Linked DNA regions of Mus musculus: regions 1, 2, 3, 5 and 6 are each linked to region 4. A link is a contact called in public HiCAR-type, HiChIP or PLAC-seq and promoter capture Hi-C data. All regions are on one chromosome and are shown on one strand. Each heading gives the region's core, a stretch centred on a gene start, on an enhancer-like site or on the middle of the called end of the contact. The rest is flanking DNA. Distances are from core to core; before and after follow the strand shown.

Evidence for each region. Promoter capture Hi-C pulls out the DNA fragments that hold promoters and counts their contacts. HiCAR-type assays count read pairs that join an accessible place to other places. HiChIP or PLAC-seq counts read pairs in DNA pulled down with a chosen protein or histone mark.
Region 1: a contact with region 4 is called in a promoter capture Hi-C map of hippocampal neurons, with 4 times the contacts expected there. The contact joins the promoter of Marchf2 here to the promoter of Zfp763 in region 4. A contact is called at or near these places in 12 of 39 promoter capture datasets (the 3T3-L1 cell line, 3T3-L1-derived adipocytes, cranial neural crest and 6 more) and 2 of 115 datasets of contacts at active chromatin or transcription factors (astrocytes and bone marrow-derived macrophages).
Region 2: a promoter capture Hi-C map of hippocampal neurons shows a contact between it and region 4, with 2.2 times the contacts expected there. The contact joins the promoter of Cyp4f17 here to the promoter of Zfp763 in region 4. A contact is called at or near these places in 1 of 39 promoter capture datasets (hippocampal neurons) and 2 of 115 datasets of contacts at active chromatin or transcription factors (both in bone marrow-derived macrophages).
Region 3: a HiCAR-type map of astrocytes shows a contact between it and region 4, with 3 times the contacts expected there. The contact joins the promoter of Akap8 here to the promoter of Zfp763 in region 4.
Region 5: a promoter capture Hi-C map of embryonic stem cells shows a contact between it and region 4, with 2.5 times the contacts expected there. The contact joins the promoter of Angptl4 here to the promoter of Zfp763 in region 4. A contact is called at or near these places in 5 of 39 promoter capture datasets (the 3T3-L1 cell line, embryonic stem cells, hippocampal neurons and 1 more) and 3 of 115 datasets of contacts at active chromatin or transcription factors (embryonic limb bud, embryonic stem cells and pancreatic cancer cells).
Region 6: a contact with region 4 is called in a FOXA1 HiChIP or PLAC-seq map of pancreatic cancer cells. The contact joins the promoter of Tapbp here to the promoter of Zfp763 in region 4. A contact is called at or near these places in 2 of 115 datasets of contacts at active chromatin or transcription factors (embryonic stem cells and pancreatic cancer cells).

Annotation. Positions count from the first base shown.
Region 1 is chr17:33,717,108-33,722,124 of GRCm38.p6, reverse strand. Marchf2 (membrane associated ring-CH-type finger 2) reads left to right here and starts at 3,448. Exons shown (of 5, transcript NM_001252480.1): 1 at 3,448-3,579.
Region 2 is chr17:32,503,301-32,508,116 of GRCm38.p6, reverse strand. Cyp4f17 (cytochrome P450, family 4, subfamily f, polypeptide 17) reads right to left here and starts at 1,633. Exons shown (of 13, transcript NM_001101445.2): 1 at 1,539-1,633; 2 at 1,025-1,223. The coding sequence starts at 1,222.
Region 3 is chr17:32,317,464-32,322,505 of GRCm38.p6, reverse strand. Akap8 (A kinase (PRKA) anchor protein 8) reads left to right here and starts at 1,268. Exons shown (of 14, transcript NM_019774.5): 1 at 1,268-1,421; 2 at 3,697-3,735; 3 at 4,628-4,660. The coding sequence starts at 1,403. Akap8l (A kinase (PRKA) anchor protein 8-like) reads left to right here. Exons shown (of 14, transcript NM_017476.2): 13 at 515-610; 14 at 721-1,082. The coding sequence ends at 1,014.
Region 4 is chr17:33,032,099-33,036,956 of GRCm38.p6, reverse strand. Zfp763 (zinc finger protein 763) reads left to right here and starts at 3,576. Exons shown (of 4, transcript NM_028543.3): 1 at 3,576-3,675. The coding sequence starts at 3,655.
Region 5 is chr17:33,778,088-33,782,990 of GRCm38.p6, reverse strand. It overlaps Angptl4 (angiopoietin-like 4), which reads left to right and starts at 1,416. Exons shown (of 7, transcript NM_020581.2): 1 at 1,416-1,928; 2 at 2,098-2,208; 3 at 2,344-2,461; 4 at 4,506-4,619. The coding sequence starts at 1,599.
Region 6 is chr17:33,917,883-33,922,637 of GRCm38.p6, reverse strand. Tapbp (TAP binding protein) reads right to left here and starts at 3,160. Exons shown (of 8, transcript NM_009318.2): 1 at 2,914-3,160; 2 at 2,588-2,767; 3 at 2,129-2,389. The coding sequence starts at 2,950. It overlaps Zbtb22 (zinc finger and BTB domain containing 22), which reads right to left. Exons shown (of 2, transcript NM_020625.3): 2 at 3,313-4,755. The coding sequence ends at 3,839. It overlaps Gm19412 (predicted gene, 19412), which reads left to right and starts at 2,142. Exons shown (of 2, transcript NR_168019.1): 1 at 2,142-2,568; 2 at 3,012-3,349.

The DNA.
Region 1 (5,017 bases), core at 2,199-4,698, 690 kb before region 4:
CAGACACACACCAGAATAGTGTGCATTGGATCCCATTGCAGATGGTTGTGAGAGCCAGCATGTGGTGGCTGGAATTGAACTCAGGACCTCTGGAAGAGCAGTCAGTGCTCTTAACCACTGAGCCATCTCTCCAGCCCCAAATATTTGTTGACAAATGATATTTAATTAATTTCAAAATATTTTCCCATAAGTCATTTTTTTATTTTGCTTTTTTATTAGGTATTTATTTCATTTACATTTCCAATGCTATCCCAAAAGTCCCCCCCACACTCCCCCACCCACCCACTCCCACTTCTTGGCCCTGGTGTTCCCCTGTACTGAGGCAGGTAAAGTTTGCAAGACCAGTGGGCCTCTCTTTCCACTGATGGCTGACTAGGCCATCTTCTGATACACATGCAGCTAGAGACACGAGCTCTGGGGGTACTGGGTAGTTCATATTGTTGTTCCACCTATAGGGTTGCAGATCCATTTAGCTCCTTGGTTACTTTCTCTAGCTCCATAAGTCATTTATTAACAGTATAGCACACTAACTCACATTGGAGAAACAGGAAGGCAACATTTTAACTCAGCATAATCATTAGTGGAGGTTATCAACACAATGTTGTTTTTGTACTTTCTACAAAAGAACAATGTGAGGAAGAAATGTAGATGTTTTCAAATGAAGGGCTAGTCTACAAAATATCTAGTCTGTCCTTTTGAAAAGCATCAAGGTCATGAAGACAAGGCATAATTGAGGAACTGTTCCTAGCCCCACTCCTGGGTGCTAAGAGATGAACCCAGTGTCTTGCACATGTTAGGGAGGGGCTCTACTGTTGAGCCAGGACCTTAGCCCCTCTGGGGGATTCCAGACCCTAAACTGTATCACCTAGCCCTACCTTTAAAAGATGTCATTAGTGCTTGCTTCGGCAGCACATATACTAAAAGATGCCATTCAAACTTTGAAAGGGCTTTGAGAATTATATGGTAATACATGGTTAATGTAAAATTTCTGATCTTGAAGGTTTTCCTCTGATTATATGGAACAATGTGCTCATATTCAGGGAATGGCTCAGCATGGTAGCATACAACTGCATTCCTAGTATATGGGAGGCTGAGGCAAGAGCATGACTCAAGATTAGCCCGAATTACATAGTAAGATCCTATCTCAAAAACCGAAGACAGGGCTGGGACTTTTGCTCAGTTGGCGGAGTGCTTGCGTAGCATGCATAAAGCCAGGGGTTCCAGAGTGGCGATGGAGACCTGCCATCCCAGCCCTCAGGAGATAAAGGCAAGAGCAACCCTCTTTGGCTACACAACAAATTGGAGGCCAGCCTAGGATACCTGAGATCCTGTCTCAGCTAAGAACAACAAAGCAAAAATAAAGAAAGACAGATAATGGAGAGCTACAAGATGGCAAGATGTGTACCACTGCAGACTAAGTACATTTCGGAGAGGTAGAGGCAAGGGGAATACTGTAAGAGTGAAATGAGAAGGAGATATCCTTGGAGATGGTGAACAATAACAAGAGTGATATCAGTCTGAGAAAGTGCAAAAATTGTTCAGCAAATGTCCTTGAATAAACATTTTTGTCAAGTCTCAGTGTCTTCAATAGTAATTTTTGTTATGATAGTTACGAGGCATGGGTGAGCGAAATACTCCTGATTTATAATTTCTGAGTTTTATGCTTTTTTTTTTTCTTTTTCTGCTGACAGGAGGTCTCACTATGGCTGTGTCAAGTAGGCTGGCCTACCTCACAGAATCTACAATTCATAGAGATTTGCCTGTTTCTGTCTCTGACGGCTGGTCTTCAAGGCCTGTGCCAGCACATCTAACTTTTTAAACTTCTTTTTACTGTTGCTGTTGGAACTGAACAAAAGTGATTCTACATTGTTTCTTATATGTTCATATTCTGTGGGCAAATTAAAAAAAATGTTACTAAAGCCGGGCGTGGTGACTCATGCCAGGCATGCCCACACTTAGAACTTGGAAGCGGGATTTCCAGGTCATCCTTGTCTGTATATCCACTTCAAAGCCACACTGGGCTTTAGGAAACCCTCTATCAAAAACCCAACCCAAACCAAACCAAATCAGCATCACCATAACCACCACCACCACCATGAAGCTTAAGGTGTGGCTCAGTGGTGGAGCACCTACCTAATGTATCAGGCTGCTGGCTCCATCACAGGCATTGTAAGAATAATAATTCATACTAATAACGTGGGGCTGTGGTGGCATATGCCTATAATCTTACGCTTGTGAGGGTGAGGCAGGACCTGGGCTACACAGTAAGACCTGTCTCTAACAAATAAGCAAACACAATGATTAAAAACCGCTAATGTTTGTCTCACAATATTTATATTAGTTAATGTGTCCCCAGGGTCTTGCACATGCCTGGACCATAATAATGCTTCCTACAGAATTTTGATCTTTTTGGTTTTCCTTCATATGGTTGGCCTTGCTTTCTGTGTAGTTGAGGGTGACCTTGAACTTCCTGGGTGCTGGGATTATAGGCATGTATGACCAAGCCCAGGGCTTTGTGTATGCTAGGCAAGTACTGCTAAGTGTTCTCTCACTGAAACCAGTGCTAGATTGGCAGACAGCAAACCCCAGCCATCTTCCTGTTTACACCATCTACAGCACTGAGGTTACAGGAGTTCGAGGCCCTATTCAGCTCTTTTATGTGGATGCTGGGGATTTTAACTCAGATCCTCATGTTTGCCATGCAAGAGCTCTTGCCCGCTGATCTATCTCAACAGCTCTTTCTACCATCTGTTGCTCCATTTTTTGAATGTATGTCTTGCTTGAATAATTGATGAGTAAATGATGATGGCTTTAGTTTCCTCCACAGAACTCTAACCCCTTTGGGCGGATTTCCTTCTGCAAAATGTGATCATAGCCACCCTAGGATTGGTAAGTGTGATAAAAATGTAGCTCAGTTCACACTGTTTGTGCCTAGCACGGAAGAAAAACTTCATTCCATTCTAGCTCCCGATAGAACTGGGAAGGTGGAGGCCAGAGGATCAGAGAGGTTATCCTTGGCTACAGAGTGAGTACGAGGTTAGCCTGATCTACATTAAAACTGTCTTTAAAAAACACAACAAACAAACAAACAAACAAACAAACAAACAAACAAACGGGGGCCGGGGGGAGCGGAGAAGAAGGCGGAAAGAAGTTATTTGGCAAGTGTGAAGTTGTTTACTTAAGCTCGCCTTTGTTCTGCTCCAGGCTCTGGCAGCAAGTCTACAGCCAGAGATTGGGATGGGGGAGGAGCTGGGATGAGGCGGGGTCCATTTTGGGGGTGGAGCCAGAACGCAGCAGGGGCGGAGTCAGAAGCTGCGGCGCCGCGGGGCCTGGACCGCCCAGGACGTCCCGTATTTTGAAGGCCCCACCTTCTTGGGCGGGGCGTGTATGCTGATTGGCAGATGATACTCAGAGGCAGTCTTCATTGGTTCGCCGTGCTGTCTGCTCGGCGGGCGGTGCCCGGACGCAGGTGCTCGCCGGAGCCGGAGCAAGCCGCTGCTGACGGGCCGGGCCGGGCCGGGACCCGGGCCAGGGAGAACCGAGGGGCCTGCGCGGTCGCCCGGCCCGGCCGCGGAACAGGTAGGCACGGAACAGCGAATGGGCCTGACCCGAGTATGTAGGCAGGTTTCCCAGGTTCCGGGTTCGAGCCTCCGGCTGAGTACTCGAGCGGGACAGATAGGGCGCTACCCTTGGCCTTACTTAGCCCTGCTCAGGACGCAGGCACCTCAATTATCATTTCAAGGTTGGTGAGAGGTCTCCGAGCCTCGCCACGCAGGAGAAACCTCTGTGAGCCTCGGTTTCCCCATCTAGGAAAAGTGGGTCATCTCGGAGCCAACATGATTTAGGAAATGGCTGATGAGAAAAGCGCCTGGCATACAGTAGGAGGTCAATAAGTGACTAATGTCACTCTGAAACCCTCTTCATAACGGTTCTGTTTGGGTGATTATTAACATTATAAAGAGTTGGGGCGCTTCACAAAAAGCTACTCAGTGCACTGTACTGAAAATGTTGTTTTTCAAACAGTAGTCAGGGACTGCCAAGATAGCTCAGCTGGTCAAGGTGCTTGTTGTCTGAGTTCAGTCTTGAGGTCTCATATGGTGAAAGAAAAACTGACAACAGAAAGTTGTCATTTGGACTCCATAGACACACCCTTGCATGAATATACACCACATACATATGCAAAAATACAAGCAAAATAAATATAATTGAAAACACTTTTTTTGTTTTGTTTTGTTTTTCGAGACAGGGTTTCTCTGTATAGCCCTGGCTGTCCTGGAACTCACTTTGTAGACCAGGCTAGCCTCGAACTCAGAAATCCGCCTGCCTCTGCCTCCCGAGTGCCAGGATTAAAGGTGTGCGCCACCATGCCTGGGGAAAACACTTTTAAAAAAACTCTGTAGTCAGAATTAATGTGGTTAGTGGGAAACATACTAGGTAGAAGTATTAAAAGTAATTCCTTTCATCTAAATGAGTAAATTGAAGTTCAGGGAAGTTAAAGCTGTTGCCCAAGGCCATACAGCAAATAGGAAGTAGAGCTTCTGGGATTAGAACTTAGTTTCTGGACTGGGGGTCTAGCTCAGTACTTGCCTAGCATGCACTAGGCCCTTGTTTTATCTCAGTACTGCCAAGAAAAACAACACACACACACACACACACACACACACACCCTAAAGTAAGAAAGAGATGGATGAGGCCCAGAAAAGCAAATTAACTTGAATCAAGACATACAGTATCAGTGACAGAGGCAGAATAAAGTGCCTAGGGCATGGAGCATGGTGGTACAGGCCTGTTAGGTCAGGTGCTCTGGAGGCTGAGGCAGGAAGACTTCAAGGTTCCGCTGGGTTATTTAGTGTAACTTTGGTATTGTTTAGTTCTTTTATTTTTGAGGTCTTACTCTGTAGCCTTGGCTGTCCTGGAACTCCTTACGGAGAACAGGCTGACTTAGAGATTGGATTGCCTCTGCCTTCCAGGTGCTGGGACTAAGCTTGTGTGCCACCATACCATTTTTTTTTTAAAT
Region 2 (4,816 bases), core at 384-2,883, 530 kb after region 4:
CAAGACAGTCAGTGTGTCACCTCAATACCACAGAGGAAAACAGAGTGCTCAACTCTGACCTAATTCAGACAATGGAGTCCTCTGACACATTTTTGAGGAGGAAGAGTTAGATAAGACAGGGGAGGAATTGGTGGGGCTGGAGATATGGTTCAGAGGTTAAGGGCACTTGTTAATCTTGGAAAGGACATGGTTTTGATTTCTAAAACCTACAAGGTAGCTCACAGCCACCTATAACTCCAGTTCTGGGAGATCCAATGCCTTCTTCTGAACTCTTTGAGCAATAGGCACACACATGGTACACAAGCACCAATGTTGGCAAGATACATACATATAAAATATATATATAATATATAATATATATATATTATATATTTTATATATTATATAATATATAATAAATATATAAAAATATATTATATGTTTTATATATTATATACAATATATAATAAATCTCATTTAAAAAAAGAAAGAAGAAGAAGGAAGGAAGAAAGGAAAGAAAGAAAGAGAGAGAGAGAGAGAGAGAGAGAGAAAGAATTTTAAAAATTGGAGAGGAGGGATGTCAACTTCTGCCATTCAGCATCGCTGTCCCTCAAGAGACTCTGGCCAGCAGAGATGGGCTAAGAAAGGAGCATACCCAATTTATTCCACTAGAAAGGCTCAACTCCAACAACGTTAAGTGAAATAGCACATTGAGGGGGAGAGCTCTGCTCCCTCAACCTATCCTGGGGTGGGGTGGGGTGGGGGGCACTAACAACACAGAACAGGACTGAACAAGCAACAGAAAGAGATCTTAAAACATGAGTTCTTATCAGAATGTGATCCGAAGTTAGCTGGGAACGAGAAAGGGCAAAAAAGAAAAAAGCCTCAAAACGTGGTGTAGACAGAGGCCAGGAGTAGATATGCCGGGTATGTGACTAGATAGAGACTCACTCAGCCTCCCTCCCTCACCTCTCCACCCTCTCACGACTCCCAGGTTCCTAAGAGCCTTTCCTGACACACCAGACCTACCTGCTGCCACACTCACCATGCTCATGTGACCCCAAAACCAGTGCCGCGAAGGGGGCTCGGGGAAGCAGCGGAGACGGCAGTAGTTGTCATAGAAGGCACAAATCCAGGTCAGAATTCGAGCCAGGAACAAGGAGGCCCCAACCAACTGCAGAAGTTGCCATGGGAAGGCAGCTCCAGGCCCCAGTCCCAGCCAGGACAGGCCCAGCTGTAGCATCCTGCAAGAAAGATAGGCCAGAAGTGAGATCCTGAGGCCCAGGAGACAGAGGTGGCCCTCCATGGTCACTGGACAGAGATGGTGACTTAGAGGACTAGAACACAGGAAGGAAAAGGGACACCCAGGGCTACGGAGAGACAGAGAATCAGGCAGGAGAGAGGCAGATAGGATCTGTTTATAGTCTGCGTTGGCCTAGACTGAAGCACAGGTATGTAGCGTAGTAACTGGGAAATCAGGCCTGCCTGCAGAGCCACCCCAGCTGTAACAGAGCTTCCACTGTTCAGTAGGGGCCTTCCGTGTGTCCCAAGTCCGGCACCTTTTCTCAGGAGTAATGCGTCCCAGAAACGTCCGCTCTTCCCTGGAAATGTTTTTGATCCTGGCTACCGGCTGAGCAGGACGATGAGCTGGACTGAGCCAATCCCTCGGTGGCCCAGAGCCCTCCTCCCAGCCTGGGTAGAATATCAAAATGCGGGGGGCGGGGGCGGGGGCGGGGCGGGGGCGGGGCCAACCCGAAGCAATTGGAGCCAATCCAGGGTCACATGTCCAGGCAAGCAGGGTCCTCAGGATTCAACACCTTCCATCTGAACCAAGACAAAGGTGTCTAGAGACCCAAAGTTTACAATCTGTCCCGTTCTCACTAGGCTCCGCAGGTCCTCTGAGGACCTGCAGGCTAGAGGGCAGCAGGCAGTGTTTTCCAGTTCGGACTGAAAGGATCCGAGCCTCTGCCTACCAGCTGCACAACCTGGCAGAATTCTCCCTCCAAGTAATCCAGGTTCCGAGTGGAGACAAGACTTCCAGAAACAAAGAATCCGGCCGTGCTGGAACGGACTAAAAGAGATTCTGAAGATTAAAACTCCCAGCTGAGGGACCAGAGTTCAGTTAGGAAGTAGGTGGGAGGGGTCAAGCTGAGCCGCCAGTCGTGGGGAAATCCAGGCAGGCGAGAAGAGAGAGGGGGTTGTGGGCTCCGGGTCAGCAGCACCACGTTGAGAGCTCCAAGAGAAAAACACCATTCACAATACAAAGGCAGGCCCATCTGAATAACACTATTATTCATTCAACTGAAAGGGTAAAAGCCCAAGGATGCGCAAGTGACGGACTTCAAGCCGTAAAAGATATCTATAACTGCCAACCCAGACTGCTGCATCCAGAAAAGCTGTCTGTCATAAAGAAGGACATTTTTTTTAACTATCAGCGGTAAAAATAGAACAAAGGCATTTATGAGCACTGAGCCAGCTCTACAGAAGATGCTTGATAGAATCCTTCAGGCTGAAGAGGGGGAAATCAGGCCACAAAGTCCAGGAAATAAATAAATAAATAAATAAAACACACTAGAATATTATTAAAGCAAGAGAGGAAGAAGGAGGAAAACAAAATCAACAAAATTGCAGGAATCAACAAACACCTTTCAATAACTCGGGTGTTCTCAGTCTCAACTGCACCCCAGATAAAGGCACAAGCATGGATCTGCTGCTTCTAAGAAATATCTCACTACAAGAGGCAGATAAGATTCTAGCTCAGGGTGAAAGGACGCTAAGCTATCTCAGGGGACAGGAAGATGGCTCAGTGTGAATGCACCTGCAGCCAAGACTAACAGCTTCACTCTGCTCCATAGAACTGACCAGCATGATGAAAGGAGAGAATTGACTCCTGCAAACTGTCCTCTGGCCTCCACACCCATGGCATGACAGGCACGTGTGCCCACACACACACACACACACACACACACACACACACACACAAATAAATAAAATGTTAGTTCACAGACTTTTAAGGGTATGCCAAGGAAATGGACCTAGAACACAAGCAAGCAAGTGTGTTGCTGTTCTATCATCTGACAAAAGAATCTTCAAATGAAAACTAGTGAGAAAGAATAGAGAAGTCACTCATAACCCGGTGAGATGCTTCCGTGGGTAAAAAGCTCTTACCACCATAGTCAACACAAGCCAGACAACCTCAGTTCAATCTAGATTAAGAGGCAGTGTCCTCATGGGGTGCCTGTTGATATCTGTGGGAAGAAGGGGCAGGCCATAAGGTATTACAGTCTGAACAGCAGCTGGATTCTAACATTACATTCTTTGTGTGTGTGTGTGTGTGTGTGTGTGTGTGTGTTGAGACTATGGTTTTAGGTTTTGGGGGGGTTGTTGTTGTTGTTTGGTTTTGGTTTTGGTTTTGGTTTGTCCAAAACCAAACAACTGTCCTAGAACTAGCTCTGTAGATCAGTCCTGGCCTCAAACCCACAAAGATCTGAACTGCCACCATGGCCACACCACAGGGCCTAACATTACATTCTTACAATATCTGAATTAAATGGCATCATTGATGAAACGGAATTTACAGTCATTTGCAGAACATTCCATCTAAACACACCAGAATACTCATGCTTCTCAGCAGCTTATGGAACTTTCTCTGAAGCAGACCACAAGCCTGCCGAAGGCCCATCTCCTAGGTGATTCTAGATTTTGTCAAGTTGGCAAGTAACACTAACCATCCCAAAGGGTATCTTAGTTATGGTGATGGTGAACCTAGATAATCTCCTTGACTTAACTACCATGGAAACAGACATCTGAGTGTGTCTATAAGGCTTCCAGAAAGGTTTAGCTGAGAATAGAAGACTCGCCTTGAATGTTGGCTGCACCATTCTCTGTTCTGGGGTTCCAAGGTAAATGAAAAAGAGGAAGTTCAGGTTAGAACTAAAGTGGAAGCTTTTTCCCCACTGGGTAACCTTCATCCAGGTGGAATTGCTCTTCGGATGATGGAGAAGAATCTTCAACAGTCCTACTCACCTGCGGACTCAGTGGATTGTAGGGGTTTGCATGAAAAGTGTCCCTCATAGTATTAGCATTTGAACACTTGACCCTCAGCTGGTAGTGCTTTTGGGGGAGGCTTTGTGCAGCCTTGCTGAAGGAAATATATAACTGGGGCCAGTCTTTGGGACTTTAAAAGGCTCCTCTGCTTCTAGCTTGTTCTCTCTCTCCCTTGTGCTTGCAGTTTGACACATGAGCTCTCAGCTACTGATCCAGCCACCATGTCTACCACACTCCACGATGCTTCTCTTGCCATTGTGGACTCTAACCCTCTAGAACTATAATTTAAAATAAACGTTTTTCCTTGACCTTTCCACTCCCCCTTTTCCTTTGACCAAGTAGCCTTGGTCACGTGCTTTATCAGAGCAACAGAAAAACAACTAAGACAGTGTGCTAGATCAATAACTGAGTAGGCGAGGCATATGCACTGGAGCAATAGTGGCAAGTCTGTTATGGGGGTAGCTACCTTCTTTCTGTTTTGGTTTTGAAATCCACTCCATGAGAAGGAATTCATGTCTGATGATGTAAGCTGAACCCATCAAAACCCTATGGAATTGTGGCTATGGAGGTCATAGATCCTTGGGGGTGTATTAGTTGGGATTTCTATTGTCATGATAAAACACCATGACCAAAAGCAACTTGGGAAGGAAAGGGTTTATGTCATCTTACGTTTCCTGGTAATAATCCATCACTGAATGAAGTCATGACAGGAACTGAAGCAGAAGGCGTGGAAGAACACTGCTTACTGGCTTGATTTTCATGATTTGGTCAGCCTGCTTACTTACACAAC
Region 3 (5,042 bases), core at 19-2,518, 710 kb after region 4:
CTGCACATATGCTCACTATTCACATGCCTGGTGCCTGTGGTAACCAGAAGAGGGCTTCATATTCCTGGGAACTAGATTAGAGATTGTTGTCAGCCACCTTGTAGGTGGCAGAAAATGAACCTGAGTCTTTGAAATACTAACAAGTCCTTTACGCTGAGCCATCTCTCTAGCTCCCAGCCGTCTTTTATTTTCTGAGACATAGTCAAACCATGTAAACCGTTAAACTCTGTAGTCCAGGTAGGCCTTCCACTTTAATGTCCTGGAGTTACATGGCCTGTGCCACTAAGTCCAGTACTTACTATAGTTTCTATGTAAGCAGATCAGGTTTCAAACAGCAAATAAGGTGTGGGTGATCAGATCGAATCCTAGTTCCTTGCATGCCTGTCCAGACTGACTGGAATTACGCCCAAGGTCACTTACAGACACTAGGACTAGTTATTGGTGAATCTGAACCTCAGCTGGGTTTGTTGGATTCCTAGAGCAGCCTCACCAGCCCTGTCTGCCCTGCCCATAGCTTATGATGGAGCAGTCCAAGAAGTCCTCGCTTATGGTGGCCCGCAGTATTCTCAACAACAAGCTCATTAGCAAGAAGCTGGAGCGATATCTGAAGGTGAGGCAAAGGCGAAAGCACTGTCCTAGTCCTGACCTTTGTGTGAGCCTGGTCCCCATTCTATCCCAGTGATTCCTACCTCCCATTAAAGTCTCTATCCATCTCTACAGGGCGAGAATCCTTTCACTGACAACCCAGAGGAGGAAAAGGAACAAGACGAGGTGGAGGCTGGCGCTCTGGATGAAGGGGCACCAAGCGAAGCGACAGAGCTCACAGAGGGCGTGCCGGCACAGCCCCCCGTGCCCCTGGAGCCCGCCCCAGGGACTACAACACCGCCACCTCCGCCACCACCAGAAGAGGAGGAGAGCCCTGTACCCTTGCTGGGCGGAGCGCTGCAGTGTCAGATCCGCGGGATCCCGGGCCTCGACATGGAAGACGACGAGGAGGGCGGTGGGGGTCCATAACCCTTACCCGGCAGGGCTCCCGTGGCCGAGGCTGGAAGTCCAGCCTAATAAAGTGCTTTCCCATCTGAGGTCTTCGTTTGTGCTGTGGTGAGGGCGGGCCCCTAGAAGTGCGCCTGCGCGCGGGTAAACGCGCTAGAACCGCTCACGCGTGCGCGGACCTGGACGCTCTTGCGCACTAGCTTACCCTTGAGGCACAACTCCCGAGATGCTGTAGATTTGCAACCCGGAAGGCTGGGCGGATCGGCGGGGGCGGGCCCATTTGAGCAACCAATGGTAGCGCCCAGAAAGAGACGTACGCTCTTCGTCTTCCAGTAGCAGACAGCACGTTGAACGCATGCGTTCTGAGCGAATCTAAGACAAGGATCTGCTGGCGGGTCGCGTCGCAGACATGGAGCAAGGCTACGGAGGTTAGTGTGGGCTCTTCTTCACCACGGGAGACCCTGGCGCATGTGGTATTCGGGCTTAGCCTGCAGCCGGAACGCACTTGCCGCAGCCCGGTTCTGTGTGGAGTTGTCCCGGACGCGCGCGCTTCCCTTATTGGGCCTCTGCGCAATCGTTCCCGAAGCGCCGCGCGTGGATTGGCCGGTAGGACTCGGGGCGGGGGGTGCGGATGAGGCGCGAAGGCCGACGCTGTGGCCGGTTTCTGGATGCGTTCTGGACCGCTTTCACTGTGCAAGCCGAGTGGCTCTCATCGCTGCGGGACCCCAGGACCCGAGCGGTCTCAGTCCCGCCTTCTCTTCCGAAGACGCCACAAAATGGCGGCTCCAGGGGCGGGGCTAAAGCGAACGCTGAGGAAGCGGGGGGTGGAGGGGGTTGAGGTCCGGCTGGGTTGCGGCGGCCGTAGCGAGGAGAGAGTCTCAGCTCATCCTCCGCAGGTCGTCCTTGAGAGCTCGTGTCCCCGGGCTCGCTTTTCTGAAGGCTTACGGGCAGCGCGCGATCGGCCCAGCTGTGCACTGCGGCTACACCCGGTGCAGCTTTTTGGGAAAACCTGGCTGGGTCTCTGCAGTGTACGCGGCGTGAGGTGCTCGTGGGAGGTGTGCTGCCTGAGGGGCTGGGATTCTGGACTGTAACATTACGGGGGTCTGCGGAAGCGGGAACGTTGCCTTTCCTAACCTAAATGTCAGCAACTTTTCGTAATTAGGCGTCGGTTCTCGAGCTATCTGCTTTTAATCTCCTGGGAGGCCTTGACTCTGTACGGAGATTTACCCGCAGGAGATAGTTGGAACATGTGGAATGGGGTTGGAAGTGGGCACAGGGAGTGGTTAGTGGCTTCTGGCGGCTAAGGAAGGGATCTTGAGAGGCAGCAGAGTAACAAGATCCCTAGAATTGGACTTGCCAGAGAGGCCTGAGGTGTGATGAACACGTGTGCTTGGGTATCAGCCTAGTGCTCTTTGCCTTTGGGATCCTAGATCTATGTCTTCCATTCTTAGCCTTTCCACCAGATAGATACCTGTCACAACCCTGCTATACTTCTTTGGTCTAGGGAACTTCATGGTGACTCCCACTTTCTACCAGCCAATAATTTTACAGATACAGTTAGGGTATTTGCAGCCTTCCTGGTTTTTTTGTTTTTTTAACTAAGAATTTTTTTAGCCGGGCGTGGTGGCGAATGCCTTTAATCCAAGCACTTGGGAGGCAGAAGCAGGCAGATTTCTGAGTTTGAGGCCAGCCTGGTCTACAAAGTGAGTTCCAGGACAGCTAGGGCTACAGAGAAACCCTGTCTCAAAAAACCAAAAAAAAAAAAAAAAAAAAGAAGAAGAAGAAGAAGAAGAAAAAGAATCTTTTTTTTTTAAGATTTATTTATTATATGTAAGTACACTGTAGCTGTTTTCAGACATTCCAGAAGAGGGCATCAGATTTCGTTAGGGATGGTTGTGAGCCACCATGTGGTTGCTGGGATTTGAACTCGGGACCTTCGGAAGAGCAGTCAGCGCGATTAACCACTGAACCATCTGGCCAGCCCCTCCCTGGTTTCTAAGTAGCAGTTAGGTATGGCCGTACTGAGTGCCTGTCAGCACATTTAAGGGACTGTGTTACAGTGGGGCTTTTGGGATATTCTGGAAAGGGAACTAACCATTAACACTGTCAAAGTGAAGTCATTCGACAGCCTGGGACTGTGCCACTGTATCGGACTATATGCTAGGCTCCAAAAACACAAATGAAGAGAATGTATTCCCTTTCTGTTCAAAGGAGTGTTGTAGGGGGTGACTTAGAAGGTCAGAGGGAGGCTTGAAAGCTGGGGTGTTGAGTGTTTAGTTACATGGAAGCAAAGCCTAACGTTTATGTCACCGAATTTCTAGCTTGTTTCCCAGTTTCGTGGCATAACTGGCAGCACTCTGAGCTTTCCCGCTTATGTGGCGGCTAGGCCAGTACAGTGGGCACTGTGACCTAATGCTGTGTTTTGTGTCCTCTAAACTTGGTTCCCTCCCTCCCGCCACCCCCCCCCCCTTTTTTTTTTTTTTTTTTTTTTTTTTTTTGCTTTGATGTCAGCTCAGCCAGGTAAGGTATGATGGTTTGCTTGCATTTGTGGGTGGAGATAGTTCTTAAAGGCTGGAGGAGGTGCGCTGGATCACATTTACGTTCCCTCGTTGTAAGCTGACACTTCTTTAGACTCTTTGGGTGTTATCAGAACTCTTATTTCCTTGAGGTAGGACAGAATCTTGACACATGATCTTTTCACAGGCTATGGGGCATGGAGTGCTGGACCTGCCAACACCCAGGGTAAGTGGTTCCTGATTAATGGGTTGGCTTGTGGGTTTCTCCACTGCATGCCCCCTTGTAGTAGAGCCCAGCATCTGTCTTCCCTAGGGGACATTTTGCCTTTTTTTTCTTTTTAAGGAAAAACAGTACTACATGGGAGCGGAGGCTGATTAGTAAGAAGAATGCTCCTTGTGTCACTCTGCTACCTGCCACCACAGGCCTCAGTAGCACCCATGCACCCCTGTTAGTCTGTATACACAAACTGTGCGTTCCTATTATGTTTAGCATATTGTGGAACGTTTGTCTTGGGGTGCTTTTCTTGTGACCATTTAGAGAGATAAAACCTGTTTTTAAGTCAAGAGTACAAAAACAGACAGTAGGCTAGATGTGGCCTAGGCTTTTGTTCACCCTTATTTTCTGAGTCTAGAACCTGTCCCAGGCCAAGTCCCTAGCACCATTGGAGGCAAGCCACTTTTTTGTGTGCCCCGTGAAAAGGTCTTCCAGACACCTCTGCCACATAATATGTTCTTATTCAGTTGAGAATGTGATTTCCTCCCACTCCCACTGATGCCTTAGGTATGGTTGGGAATAACTAGGTTTGGTGAGAACTGAGCTTATTTATGCAGGGGATTTTCTAAGGTCCAGTGCAGCCTGTCCTCTCAGTTAGTACTGTAGTGTAGACCACCATCTTGGGGATTGCTGTGTACCTTTCTTTTCTAAGCTTTCATGGGAGAAGTCAGGCCTGCCTGGGAGAGAAATATTATTGGTGCTTTGTACCTGTTCTGTAAAACGTGAGCATGCTAAGGACCACTGACACAACCAGTCACACCCCACCTTGTGGTGCAATGAGGTGGCAGCTGTCCTTAGGTAATAACTGGTATTGAAGTGCTTATGTGTTTTTGTTTTTCCTAAGGTACATATGGAAGTGGTATGACCAGCTGGCAAGGTAAGACCTTCTGAAAGGGACCTTGAGGTGGGCAAGTGAGTCTTTAAACAGCCATCCAGAGGTACAGGTCCCCACTCCCCCATCCTGGCTGTGCACATGGCTCTGTCGATAGCCCGGAGAATAAGGCTGCTGGGCCCTGAGGCGTATCAGAGCTAGGCTGACCTGAAGGGGAGTTTGAACTTGTTTGAGAGGGATTGTGGATATAGTGCAGGAACACTTTTCAAATGTCTTTGTTAGTACCTGGAATTGCTATTCTGAGGTTCTTGGCCATCTTTGATTAGGAAACAAGTCCTTCTGTCTCTTAAAGAAAACCTGCTACTACAATCTGTGGCCACCTGTCTCTCTGGTCTTGATCACATGTGTATTGTGGTATGATGTTGGT
Region 4 (4,858 bases), core at 2,327-4,826:
CTGTTGTTTTGTCGTTGTTGATATCCAGCTTTAATTTGTGGTCTGAAGAAAAGCATGGAGTTATCTCAGTTTTCTTGTATTCGTTGAGACTTGCCTTGTGTCCAAGTATTCAGTTTTGGAGAAAGTTTCATGAGATGCAGAGAAGATGATTTATTCTTCTGTGTTAAGATGAAAATTTCTGTAAATATCTGTTAGGTCCATTTGCTTTATAAGATCTTTTAGTTCCAGTATTTTTCTATTCATTTTTTGCCTGGATAACCTGTCTATTGGAGAGATTGGGTATTTGAAGTCTCTCACTATCAGTGTGTGAGGGACAATATGTGTGTTAAACTGTACTAGAATTTCTTTTACAAACTTTGGTATCCTTGTGTTTGGTACATAGATTTTAAGAATTGAAATGTCATCTTTGTGGATTTTTTTCTTCCAGTAGTATGAAGTATCCTTCTCTATCTCTTTTGATTACTTTAGGTTTGAAGTCTATTTTATTTGAAACTAAAATGGCTCCGCCAGCTTGCTTGTTAGGTTCATTTGCTTGGAAAATCTTTTTCTACCCCTTTACCCTGAGGTGATGTCAATTCTTGATCTTGAGGAGTTGTTCTTATATACAGCAGATGGTGGATCCTGGTTTTGCATCCATTTCGTTAGTCTGTCTCTTTTTATTGGGGGATTGAAACACTTAATATTTAGAGATATCAATGACCCATTGTTGATTCTTGTTATTTTGGTTGTGATAGTGGAGAAGAAGAGACAGAAACAGAGACATACAGACAGAGACTGTGTGTGTTTCCCTTTTTTTGATTTTGCAGGTCTGAGGTTATTTTATTCTCTGTGTTTTCATAGGTAAGTTAATCTTTATAGGTTGGAATTTTTCTTCTATCCAGGTCCTTCAGGTTTTTGGAGTCTCCATTGAGAAGTCAGGTATAATTCTAATATATATACCTTTATATTATAATTGGTCTTTTTCCCTTGCAACTTTTATTTTATTTTATTAGATATTTTCTTCATTTTCATTTCAAATGCTATCCCGAAAGTCCCCTATACCCTCACCACCACCACCCTGCTCCCCAACCCACCCACGCACGCTTCCTGGCCCTGGCATTCCCCTGTACTGGGGCATATAATTTTTGCAAGAACAAGGGCCTCTCCTCCCAATGATGGCCAACTAGTCCATCTTCTGCTACATATGCAGCTAGAGACACGAGCTCTGGGGGTACTGGTTAGTTCATATTGTTGATCCTCCTATAGGGTTGCAGACCCCTTCAGCTCCTTGGGTACTTTCTCTAGCTCCTCCATTGGGGGCCCTGTGTTCCATCCAATAGATGACTGTGAGCATCCACTTCTGTATTTGCCAGGCACTGGCATAGCCTCACACGAGACAGCTATATCAGGGTCCTTGCAACTTTTAATATTCTTTTTGTTGTTGTTCTGTATGTTTAGTGTTTTGATTATTATGTGGTGAGGAGACTTTCTTTTCTGGTCTAGTCTGTTTGGTGTTCTCTATGTTTATGGGCATGTCCTTTATATTAGGAAAATTTTTCTTTGATGGTCTTGTTGAAAATATTTTCTGGGCCTGTGAGGTGGGATCCTTCGTCTTCCTCTATTTTTATTATTCTTAGGTTTGATTTTTTTAATAGCCGTCCTAGATTTTCTGAATGTTTTGTATCAGGACGTTTTTAGATTTAGCATTTTCTTTGTCTAATGTATTCATTTTTTATTGTATCTTTAATACTTGACATCCTCTTGTATTCTGGTAGTGAAGTTTGCCTCTGTAGTGCATGTTTGAATTCATTATTTTTTTTAATTTCTAGAATTCCCTCAGTTTGTGTTTTCTTTACTGCTTTTATGTTCATTTTCAGGTCTTGAACAGTTAAATTTATTTATTTCCACGATTTGTGTGTGTTTTCTTGGCCATCTTTAGAGAATTTATTTATTTTCATCCCAAGAACATCTATCATCTTCATACAGTCAGTTTTATGGTCTTTTCATTGTGCTTCAGCTATGTCGGATTGAATATTCAGGGCCTGCTGTGGTTAGGATAGTTGGACTTTAGTGGAGACATGTTGTAGCCTCACTGTTATTGGTGGTGTTTTTATGATTAAGTGTAGGCATCTGATTTTGGATGAATTACAGATCCAGGTGCTGACTTCTGGATTTCTTTGTTGGATTTCTTTTGTTGGATTTCTTTTGTTGGATTTCTTTTGTTGGATTTCTTTTGTTGGATTTCTTTGTTGGATGGGTATTTCTCTCTTGGTTTCTAGTTCCCCTCCAGATTTTCTGAGTCTGGTGGGGGGAAGGGGACCTCATAAAATTGCAAAGCTTCTGTAAGGCAAAAGACACTGTCAATAAGACAAAAAGGTAACCAACAGAATGGGAAAAGATCTTTACCAATCCTAAATCTGATAGGGGGCTAATGTCCAATATATGTAAAGAGCTCAAGAAGTTGGACTCCAGAAAATCAAATAACTCTATTAAAAATTGAGGTACAGAGCTAAACAAAGAATTCTCACCTGAGGAATACCGAATGGCTGAGAAGCACCTAAATGAAGGTGTTGAAAGAGGTTGCCACCACCACCACCACCACCACAGGAAGCAATAGAAGGCATCCTCTGTGAGTTCCCAGACTTCCTAGTTGTCTCTACCTCAGCACTACAGAAGGGCTGTTTGTCACTGTGATGTTGACGGTTGTGATGTATGTGTATATTTGTAGATGTAGACATCCCTCTGGATTTTGAGCCAAGGAAATTTTTTGTCTGAATTGAAGAGTTACTCTATATATGTCTTGAATTCTATGTTGAATATTACTGCTATGTAACTTCGTGTTTCTGTAATTCAATAATTGTATTCATTGGTTGTTGCTCTAATTTTATTGATTAAAAAAATGGATTGGTTGAGTAGCAGTGCATAGTGGCCCACACCTTTAAATTCCAGCATTCTGGAAGCAAAGGCAGTTGGATTACTGTAAATCCGCGACAAGCCTGGTGTATATGGTGAGTACTTAGACAGCCACAGCTACATAGCAGAGATTCTGCCTCAAAACAACAATAAAAACAAGCAAACAAAATCAATAAATTGAAACATAACGTGTGAGAGAGCTTTACAACACTTTTACCTCATTCCAAAGTCATGAGTTTGCATAGTAGGATCTCCTGGTTCCTGTCTCTGGACAGATCTTTGATTCTGTGGGTCTTCCCATTAAGAACTTGAATCAAAAATGTGCAGGGCAAACTTGGACACTGTAATCAAAGCAGTAGAGGGCCCCAGAGTTCACAAGAACAAAGTGCATAAAGTAGCCTGTTCCCCTTAAAGGCAAAGTTATAAAACAGGTCGGAACCGGCTTAGTCCACTTAAAAAACAAAAGGAAAACAAACAAACAAACAAACAAAAAAACTGGCGTACAAAAGAATCCGCTATTCTAACTGCACTGGGAAAGAGGAATGTTATTAATTAAGGCATTTAAGCTCAAGGCTGTCACTATCTTTCCTCAATCAGGGATGCTGTTACTGCTATTCATGAACTGTCCAATGACGAACCGGTACATTCGGAAGGTCCCGCCCTTGCCGCCATGTTTGAGTCCTGTGTTGTTGAGAAGGTCTGTGGTGGTGTTGGGGCTGGACTATATCTCCTGTATTTAGGCCTATTAGGAAGAACACCTGGATGCATATGAAAGAGGAAATGGTGAGTATGCCTTGGGCTCCTGGAGTCGTAAGTGAAAGCTTTGTGACACTGCAGTCTGTGGCGCTGTTGCCTGCCGTTCCCTTGGTGCTGTGCAGCCTAGTGTGCCTTGGAGCGGGACACTGGAATTGTGCGCAGAGCAGGCGACCGGGCACCGGAGCCCGCTCTGTTCTGTCCTAGGGAAGCTACTTCGTTCCAGGCCCCTATCTTCATGGGGTTAGTCCTCACCTGGAACCTGCGCCTCCGCAGACACTGCAGCACTGCAGGTTGGTGACGCGGAGTCCAGACTGTGGTGTAAGGGGACTTGGGTGGTGTGAGCAGTTGCTCGTATGCCTTATAGGCATATCTCTGCTGCTTTCGATTCTTTTCTCTCATCGCCTTTGTAAATTATATTCTTCACAGTACTGCAGTTGAACACTAGGCCGGGAGAACTTATTAATCTCTCTCTCTCTCTCTCTCTCTCTCTCTCTCTCTCTCTCTCTCTCTCTCTCTCTCTCTGTGTGTGTGTGTGTGTGTGTGTGTGTGTGTGTGTGTGTGTGTGTGTGTGTGTGTGCGCGCGCGCGCTGCCCTTTAAAGATGAGATTAAAGAGTATTTAATTGTGCCGTCTGTGAGTAGGCCAAATTTTTCAATCTTAGAGAAAGTAGAGAAGTACAATGATGGGTTTTTTCCCCCTGACCATTTCTGAAGCCAAAATTCGGGTTTTTAAAAAGCTTTCCTAGACTTCGTTTTTGTGAGCCCTGTAAAGTAGATCAGGTGCTTGCCAATCTACATCGTTTGCTTGTGTGCTGGAGGCCGGTTCTCCAAATAGAAGAAATTGTGACTAAGAGTATTTGATCAGTATTTACCAGATGACATTCTTTTAGGGGTGTGGGGGAGTTGGTATTTTCAGTAGAATATTCATTTGAACAGTATTATTTCTGCCACTTCGTGGACTTGAGTATTCTATTTCTTTACTATTTGAAGTTGTCATCGCTGAAGTCTTTTTACCCTTTTACTGGGCTTTATTTCTAATTCTTTTCCCGTTACCATGAATGGTATTTTGTTTCTGATTTTCCCTTCCACTCTAGTCTTTATTGGAGTAGAGAAATGACATTGCTTACTGTATATTGATTTTATATCCTGCTATGCATAAAAAGTATTAAATAATACAAAGAAAATGACTACTTTTTAAAATTCTCTCTGTAT
Region 5 (4,903 bases), core at 167-2,666, 750 kb before region 4:
TCTCCAGCCTGCTTTTTAAATGTTTAAATGACTGTTTTAAATTGTGTGCATGTGTGTGAGTGCCTGAGGAGGTCAAAGTCACCATAGCTCCTGGAGCTGGAATTATAGGTGACTGTGAGCTGTTGGACTTAGATCCCCTGCAAAAGATGTAAATGCTCTTAACTGGTAAGATAGATTTCCAGTTCCTCCTGGCTTTTTTAGTTGTTGTTGTTGTTGTTTTGTGACAAGGTCTTCTTCCTGGATGGCCTGGAACTTCACTATGTAGACCAGGCTGACCTCAAACTCACAGAGCTTCCTCCAATTGCTTCTTGCTCTGCAGTGCTGGGAGTTAAAGTATGCATAACTATGAATTGTTTTTGTTTTGTTTTGAAACAAGGTCTTGCTGTTTCAGCGTTGACTGGTCTGTAACTTACTATGTAGAGCAGGCTAGCTTGTAGCTTGTACTATTCCCCTGTGTCCTGCGTGATGGGTTTACAGGTGCGTGCCACCAGTTTTGTTGTTGCTGTTGTTGTTTGGAGACCTGGCTCAGAGTAGCCCAGGCTCTCTTAAACTCACTTGTGTAGCTCAAGATGAATTCCACACTCTTCTGCTCCATGCCCCAAGAGCTGGGATGACAGGTCTGTCCTCAGACACTGATCCTCCTTTAACGCAGGTAAATTCCTGGACACCAAGACCCCTGGTGGTGGAGGACAGGCAACAGGAGGAAGCCTAGGGTTGCAATCTCTACAATGTAGACAGAAATCCCAGCTATTGACTATTTGGCCAGGAAGAGGTGACTAATTGAACAAGGGTGTTAGTGATCCTCACAAACACATCTGCAATGACGAATGCTTGAGCTGGAAAGAGCGTGGGAGCCAGAAAGGTGGTGGAAGTGAGAGTGGGGGCAGGGGTTCCGCCTGGTCTGTGGATTAAAGATCTCAGGAAGCCTCTAAGAGGCAGAGAGCAAGGTTCTGTAATCCCCCACTTGCCATCTGAACTCAGCCTACCAGGGAGAGAACTTTCTGCCACGTAACTCTGCCCTACTTTGCTTTTGACTTGAGAAGGGGTCAGTCAAGAAGGCATCCACGTAGCGGGAAGGGGAAAAAAAAAAAAGAAGGCATCTACGTCCTGATTTGTACGCCCTTTCCTCCATTGAACCGGGCTGGGATGCGGGCTAGGGCTGGGAATTTCCGGCCTTAGGATGAACCATGCAGTGCACAGACAGTCACGTCGCTTATTAGGTCGCAAGGAAGGCGAAGCAGCCATCCCCAAGAACTCTTCATACACACACACACACACACACACACACACACACACACACACGCCACACACACACACTCGTAACTACAAAGCCTGTGGCATTGCACCCTAAAACTTGGCCACTCGCTCCGCCCCCGGGCCCCGCCTCCAATGCTCTCCCTCCCACTCCCACACCCGCTTTATAAAGTGGGGCTTTAGGTGCAACCGTGAAACGCTTATGAGCTACGGGCTCCAGATCTTCTTCTGCACCAGAGCAAGTCTAAGTCTGAGCCGGCTCCCCCAGAACTCCAGCTGCTGGGTCTTGAACTCCTGCGTTCCGGAGTCCTAGCGTTGCTGCACCCAAGGCCACCCCCAGAATCATGCGCTGCGCTCCGACAGCAGGCGCTGCCCTGGTGCTATGCGCGGCTACTGCGGGGCTTTTGAGCGCGCAAGGGCGCCCTGCACAGCCAGAGCCACCGCGCTTTGCATCCTGGGACGAGATGAACTTGCTGGCTCACGGGCTGCTACAGCTCGGCCATGGGCTGCGCGAACACGTGGAGCGCACCCGTGGGCAGCTGGGCGCGCTGGAGCGCCGCATGGCTGCCTGTGGTAACGCTTGTCAGGGGCCCAAGGGAAAAGATGCACCCTTCAAAGACTCCGAGGATAGAGTCCCTGAAGGCCAGACTCCTGAGACTCTGCAGAGTTTGCAGGTAGGCGCATCTACTAGGACTCTGACTCTACTTAGACTAACGAGTCTAGTACTCCAGGACCTGGGTGGAGAAGGGCCTCAGAGCAGACTGTGAAAGGGTAGAAGGGAGGGTGAATAAGAGGAGGTTGCCGACATAAAGCCAGGTCTTCACTAGCCTTGCATATCTTCAGACTCAGCTCAAGGCTCAAAACAGCAAGATCCAGCAATTGTTCCAGAAGGTGGCCCAGCAGCAGAGATACCTATCAAAGCAGAATCTGAGAATACAGAATCTTCAGAGCCAGGTAATTACCCCAGCAATTGGCCCAAATGGGAAAGAGGAAACAAAGTGGGGGTGAAATGTAGTGATGAAATGTGGCTAAGCAGTTGTTATGGCATGAGTCAAAAGATCTAACCACCCGTTTCCTGCCCGGTCTTAGATAGACCTCTTGGCCCCCACGCACCTAGACAATGGAGTAGACAAGACTTCGAGGGGAAAGAGGCTTCCCAAGATGACCCAGCTCATTGGCTTGACTCCCAACGCCACCCACTTACACAGTGAGTATCTCTGGTCTTTGCTGTCATCTGGCAACTCCCCAACCACCCCACTTGCCATTCCAATCCTTAGCCTTCTTGTCAGGTCCACCTTAATAGGAAAGAAAGAGATTCTGGCCTTGGGTTCCTGTGGGCTCACTAGGCTCTCATCAAGGGTATTTTTATATATTGCACCCTCTTCACTTATGATCCTGCTTGGCCAGACCACCCCACCATTCTTTCCCAGCAAGAATCTTCCCAAAATCTTATTAGCCGTTAACCAGAACAAGTAGAGGAAGGCAGATCATAAGGAGCTAAAGTTTCAGGGGTTCTGGGAGATGGTGGTGTAGCTCAGGGACATCATGCAAAGGAATCCAGGGCTGTGTGTGGATGTGTGTGCGTTCCCGAGGTTTGGAACCCTCCAACATCTCTTGATGTAACTATAAAAGGGAAAACCAGAGTAAGCACACCCCCACCCCGGCTCCTAGACTAGACACATCCTCTTACATCTTACAGATACAGATCCTTTGTCCTGTATGCTTCCATCCAGTCACATACACATATATACATAACAGTTTCGATCACAATTTCTAGGTCTTAGATTGTGGATGTCCATGCCCAATACTTTGTTTCAAATTGAAGTGTGTGTGGAGCTACGCAGTGCGGGATGGGCGGGTGGGGGATGGGGGGCACAGAGTCAGAGGCTCCCAGTTCCAACCCTGAGTTCATGCCTATTCGTTCACCCTTCTTGACATCTGTGGCTCTCCACAGCCAACTAGGTGAAAGTTTGGATATCCCCTTCACACCCTAAGGCTGCTTGCTGGCTTTCAGCCCAATCCTCCTTAGACTTAATTCCTCCCCTGGCTTTTACTTAGGCAAGTACCTAGGCATGGCGAGGGTCATGGATGAGCTTTTCCAGGGTCGGCAGGCATAGGTTCTGGATGGGTGATGTGGTGGAAGAGAAGAGCTGAGGGGGTGGTTTTGTGGCTTTGGAACTCCCAGACTCAGCCTAGCCAAGTAGAGGAAAGTTCAGAGCTGGAGAGACAAACAGCTGGCCCTAATGGGAACCACATGGGTGGTTTGGCAGTGTGCCTGTCCCGATTGGATGAGAGGAAAGTAGGGGAAAGGGAGCTAGCTGCCCGAGGGATTGGAAAGTATACTTCCCATCTTTCTGGGTCTGCCCCCACTCCTGGCAGTGCAGACGGAGCTGGCTGGCAGAAAGTGCCTGCATGCCCCTCCCCCAGTGACCTTTCTCCTACTTTCCCTGGCTGGGCTGGGGGTGGTTCTTCCTGAATTTAGAGGACTTGTCAAGGCCAAGTTCTTTCTCTCCTCCTCTCCTCTTTTTCTTTTCTTCCTCTTCCCCCTTCTTCTGGTAACAGACATAGCCGTATCCCACACACACACCCAGCCTCAGTCTCCCAGTCCCACTGTCAGCATCTTCTACTAATTCAGAGTACCCCTTTGCTCAGTCAGCTCAGCTCTTGCCTTACCCCAGATCCACCCCGTCCATTGTTTGAAGTCTTCACTGAAACACTGACTGTGGGGTAGGCTTTAGGTGGTTACAGGTCCCTACTGTGGACAAACTTCCTCCTCGTCTCTGGCCTCAGTGGGAGGAGTGGGGACATGCCTCCAGATGACTCTTCATCAGCGACAATACCTCTGTTCACTTTTGGGAGTCTAACAGGGCTTGAGAGAGTGGAATAGCATCCTTTTAGAAGCTGAGACCCAGAGAAAGGAATGGGAAAATGGAATCCCTGGCATCAGGACCATGTGCTGATTGTCAATAACAGGAAGGTGTGATACATGGGAAAAAGGCTCAGGGAGAGAAGCCTTTGTGACCTGAGAGGGTAGACAAGCAGAGTGGGAAGAGTGAAGATTGGTCAAGGGACTGACCGTTCCTTAGTGTGCCTTGAGGACCCTACTGGAGAATGCTATAATGAGGCAGGAACGAGTTTAGGCAAATCACCCTGGGGCTCATCCTCTACCACCCAGCCTTCACACTCACCAGTCTCCTGAAATCACTGGGGGCTTCTCTCCTGCTTCACTCTCTCCCTTTGTCTACTTTCAGGGCCGCCCCGGGACTGCCAGGAACTCTTCCAAGAAGGGGAGCGGCACAGTGGACTTTTCCAGATCCAGCCTCTGGGGTCTCCACCATTTTTGGTCAACTGTGAGATGACTTCAGGTAGGATGTGCTGACACCCACCCCCCCAAGGAGCCTCCTTGCCATGCACAGCCCTGATGTCATAAAATAAAGCCATGTATAGATCAATAATTACAAGCACTTACCTAGCTTGTATAAGCTCCTGAGATCCTTCCACAGTAACACACACCCTATTATGCAGCTTGTAGGATGTAGCCTGTAGGAGGTATATAGATAATCTTCTTCCCTATTGACAGGCATCGCAAGCTCAGTGATAGGTTTCTGTGGTTAAGGTGTACAGCTGTCCAGGCCTAGTCATCTACAAG
Region 6 (4,755 bases), core at 1,911-4,410, 890 kb before region 4:
TGTGTCTGAAGATAGCAACAGTGTACTCATATAAATAAATAAATAAATAAATAAATAAATAAATAAATAAAATAAAAAGGGAGACTAACCAAGATGATTTCCTACCCTAGTGTTCTGTGAAAACATAGCCATCCAGGTGAGGCTGCCTAAGCCTGCTGCAGCAGCTTCTGCAAGGTGAGCGAGGAAAGTCCTCAACTGACCTGCCTGGGCTGCACAGGAAGGGCAAGGGAACCTGCTTAGGAGCTGACCCTGTGTCTCAACCAAAGGCTGAAGGAAGCTGGGGCTGAGGTTTGCTGGCAGAGAGCTTCCCTGACGCTGTCAGTGCCCTGGGAGCAGGAGGGGGAAGGTGACAGCAACAAATAAACCACTTTCATTATTTTCTCTCTTTTTAGAAGATTTTAAATGGTTTCTTTTAGGTGCACTGGTGTTTTGCCTGTGTGTATGTCTGTGAGAGTGCCAGCTCCCCTGAGACTGGAGTTACAGCGGTGAGCTGTCATGTAGGTGCTGTGAAGTGAACCCAGACCCTCTGGGTGATCAGCCAGTCCTCTTAACTGATGTGCCATCTACCCAACCCCCACCCCCACCCCCATTTTCATGATTTTCATATCAAGCAGAAGTGACCTGAAAGTGATCTGATGGGGAAGACAGGCCATAGTAACTTGATTTTACCCCAAGTCTATGCGAAGTAGTCTTCTGAGAGTCAGCTCTGGTCCAGAGCACTCTAGGACTCAGATAAGGGCCTAGAGAGGCTACTCAGCACTTTAAACCACAGACTGCACTTCTGAGGACCCAAGGTCGGTTCCCACGCCACATGGCTCACAACCAGCCGTAACCCAGCCCCAGAGGATCCAACAAGCTCTTTTGGATTCCCTGGGCAGCTGCACTCACACGCATATACCCATACACACACACACACACACATACAAAACTAACTCTGCAAATAACTAATACAGTCACTGAGGCACACACACCTGCCCTGCAGAAGCCACATGGGATTATCTTTGACAGATCTGAGAAGCACGGTGAGTCGACATCTGATCACCCGTCACTGAGCACGCAGGGCCACCCCATACACTGTGATTCCCAAGCCCAAGCTTTCAGTAGGTTCTTTGCTAGTTATCTGGAGGTCGATCTGGGGACCTCAGGGTCCTAACTTTTTCTTGGTGCTAATAACATTTATTGGACCAGCACATAGCTGCACAGGGCCTTGCTTCAATGCCACAAATAAAAGTAGCTGGCAAAATAGATCCTACTTCTTACAGTTGGAAAAAAACGACCCATAGGGCAAAAGGTAGCCAACACCATCCCACATGAAGACCAGCAGTGTGAGGGCAGGTGGTTTCAAGAGAACTACTGTCCCCACAAAGGGCCTGCACAGGGTGGAGCTAAGAGTAGAGGTGCCAGTGGAGTTTCAGACTGTCCCCATTTGGAGACTTCAAATGATGAAGGCAAAGGACTGAGTTCGGTGAGAATATTTGCATAAAAGCACCAGAAATGGGGAAAGCCAATGACGATTCTATCTACCTGTTAGGTGGTGTCCAGAGAGAAAAGCAAACATTCAGGACATTCAAGACAGATCTACCCCATAGAGTGCCCCTTCCCCTGTCCAGCACAGCAAAGTGGTGGGTGGATCTCTGGGAACTCAAGCGGCAGAACCGCACCTGTGCACAAGCCACCGTTCTGCCCACTAGAGGCCACTGTTGAGGCACTAAAGACCGTGGCCGAGAGCCTTGGCAAGAGGTTCCTTGCTGGGCTGACTGTCCCTAGTCTCTAGTGCGCTTTGAAGAGACTCAAAGTGTGATTTTTGAAACCTAGGATGGGTGCAGAAAAAATTTGGGTTTCGGGACGCCTAACCTTATGAGTTTCTCAAACTCTGGGATCTGGAAACCGACACCATGACCGCCTCTGCAAAGTCCCGCCCCCAAACCACAGTAGGTTTCAATTTTACTCTCAGCCTACAATGAAGGGTGAAGATAAAATCTAACCAACTCCCTTCCCTTAACAAAAGAATATATACTGATCCCCAGTTGAAGAAATGACCCATTCAAACCTCTTGGCGAGTCGCCGAACTGGCCCATCTAGATCCTTAAAAACTACCCATCCATCTCGCGCGCCTCTCGGCGGCTACCTGTTGCCATGGTGATGACGACAGGCTCCCGCAGAGGCTCCGGCTGTGGTCGCAGCAGGCTGGAGAGGCTGAAGAGAGTGCTGGATACGCTGACCAGCAGCCAATCCCCGTCCAGGGCCCGCGGGCAGTTCTGCTCCGGACTCAGACTTCTAGCCCACTTCGCCGAGGCAGGGAACGGGATGAAGCGGCTCATCTCGCAGTGTGGGGCGGAGGCGCCTGCGGGGTACCGCCTGAAGGCGGCCAGGAGCATTCCCGCCGGGTCTGCAGAACCGAAAAGGGTGTAACGGTAGCCCGGACTGGAAATGTGCTGACTACACACAGGCCGGAAGGCACAAACTAGCAAAGTAGTGAACGACTTAGAGAGCATCCAAACGTATTTACAAAAGGGAAAACTGAGGCCCAGCGTCCCTGCGTGAGCTAAGAGGAGGCGACAGATGCAGGTAAGTCCCGAAGACTCACCATCCACCTTGAAGTATAGCTTTGGGTCAAGATCTGGCCGGGGCGGCGGTCCCCTGGGTCCATGGCGCAGTAGCAGTGTGGCAGGTTTCTTAGACAGGCCACCCCCACCTGCATCCTCCACGAACCAGCACTCGATCGCCTCTGGTCCAGCCGAGACGACGGAGACGACGGTCGCTAGGCCTGGGGAGAGGGGCTCCGGTGACCAGAGGGCCATAGGATGTCCGGCGACCGGCGACCGGCCCGCCCCTTCAGACCCGCCATGGGACCTCCTCCCTCTCCTTCCCAGTGTGTCTATTCCTAAACAAGAAGAAATGGGGTCTGCTCACCCAGTGCCACAGCGACGAGCAGGAGCAGAGGCTTCATGGTGCTACGATCTCTCCTACCAAGTCTTTTCTTCCCCTTTCACTTTCATTTTCCTTCTAAGGCTGGGGTGAGGAACTGGAAATTCCCCGATCTGGTCAGGTGAGGGCGTGACTGCGCGTTGGAGGAACGCCGCCCACAGGGGCCAAACAGAGTTGCCGAAACCCTGTCTGTAGCTCTCCAGCCACTCCTCGCCCTGCACCCACCCCCTTGGCTCACCGGACTGCGCCAACTTTGAGCCCTTTATCAGCCTAGACTCCGCCCTCCTGCTGTGCCCTCTCCGCGCCACCTCCCTTAAAACCACACTCCCGCGTTCCCAGACCTGTGCCAGGTCCCAGCAAACAGAGGGGTGTTGGGAAGCCAAGTGAAGTGACCAATAAATATTTTAATCACCGTTAAAAATTAAGACCTATACTACGCGGCTCCCACCTTGTGTCCACCCACTTTCATGACAACCCAATTTGGGATCCCCATGGCAAGGGTGGGGTAGTACAGAAATAAGGGGCGTATCCTTCAAGAGGAGAAAGGACAATCGTTAAGACTCAAAGGCCTTGTCCCACAACACAAACACAGACTTCAGGCACAAACTAGCACAACCTGACTGTTGGCTCTGTGACTCTAGGATGCTCAAAAGGTCCCTTTTCCATTCCCCCACCTTGTTGGCACTACTCCGTGAAGGTGGGGCTCTGGTGTGCTCAGGGGAAAAGCAAAAACACAGCTTAGTTCCAGAGATCTCGAGGAAGGGGCTGAGGAATGGAACGGGCTGGCGACGGTGCAACCCACGCCCTTCTCTAGAATATATACAAGTCCACCGAGGTAAGGGAAGACTGTTTGGTGGGGGAAACCCCGGGAGCCATTGCTCTTAGACTAAGCTCCCCAATTGCCTGCTCTTCAGTGTGCTGCACCTCCACCCCCACTGAAATCCATCTCCACTTTGTGCACGCTGGGTGGGGACCAGACACGCCTATGGGACGGGGGCGTGGCCGAATTTGCCTCATCGCCACTGCCCCCACCCACTGTGGAAGACTCCCTCTTGGGTTGCAATGCTGGCCCAGAAGGTGTCCCGGGTCCAGGTCCAGGACCCGGTCCAGATCCGACCCCACCCACACCCATCCGGTGCCGACGCTCACAGTGTCCCCGGTGACGCATGAAACTGTCCCGCCACATGAACTTCTTGGCGCAGACACTGCATTCGTACGGCTTGAGGCCCGTGTGTGTCTTCATGTGCTCGGTCAGGTGGTGTTTCATCTTGAACTTTTTGTTGCACACGGGGCAGTCAAAGGGTCGCAGGTTGAGATGCATATTCACGTGCCGGTCCCGCATGCTCTTATGTGAGAAAGCCTTCCCACAGTGGCACAGAAAGATCTTATTCCCGTCGCTGTTGCCTGTCCCTCCAGGAGCCCCACCAGAGCCACTTGGTATGCCCAGCCCCACCGCAGAGGTGCCCCCGAGGGTCACTGCCCCGTGCTCAGCTGTGTTCCCTGGTGGCTGGCCTGGAGCCTGTGAAGAGGAGGATGGGAAAACCAAGATCTGGTTGCCCGGCACATCCAATGGAAGGAGGGGTCGTGGAGGGTGGGTGAGGGCATAGGAGGAAGGGGTGGGTCCTCCGGGGTCATCAAGCCCTGCCCCAGCGCCCCCACCCTCATAGGGGCCAAAGTCATTGGAGGATTCACAGAAGTTGACCTGCTCTTCCCCCTTGTCTGCAGGCTCGGTCAAGGTCCGAACATCACTGATACTGAGGGTAGCCTCGGGCTCTCCCCCTGCAGGAACCCCAGAGCCGCCTCCCATTTCTTCATCCTCATCATCCT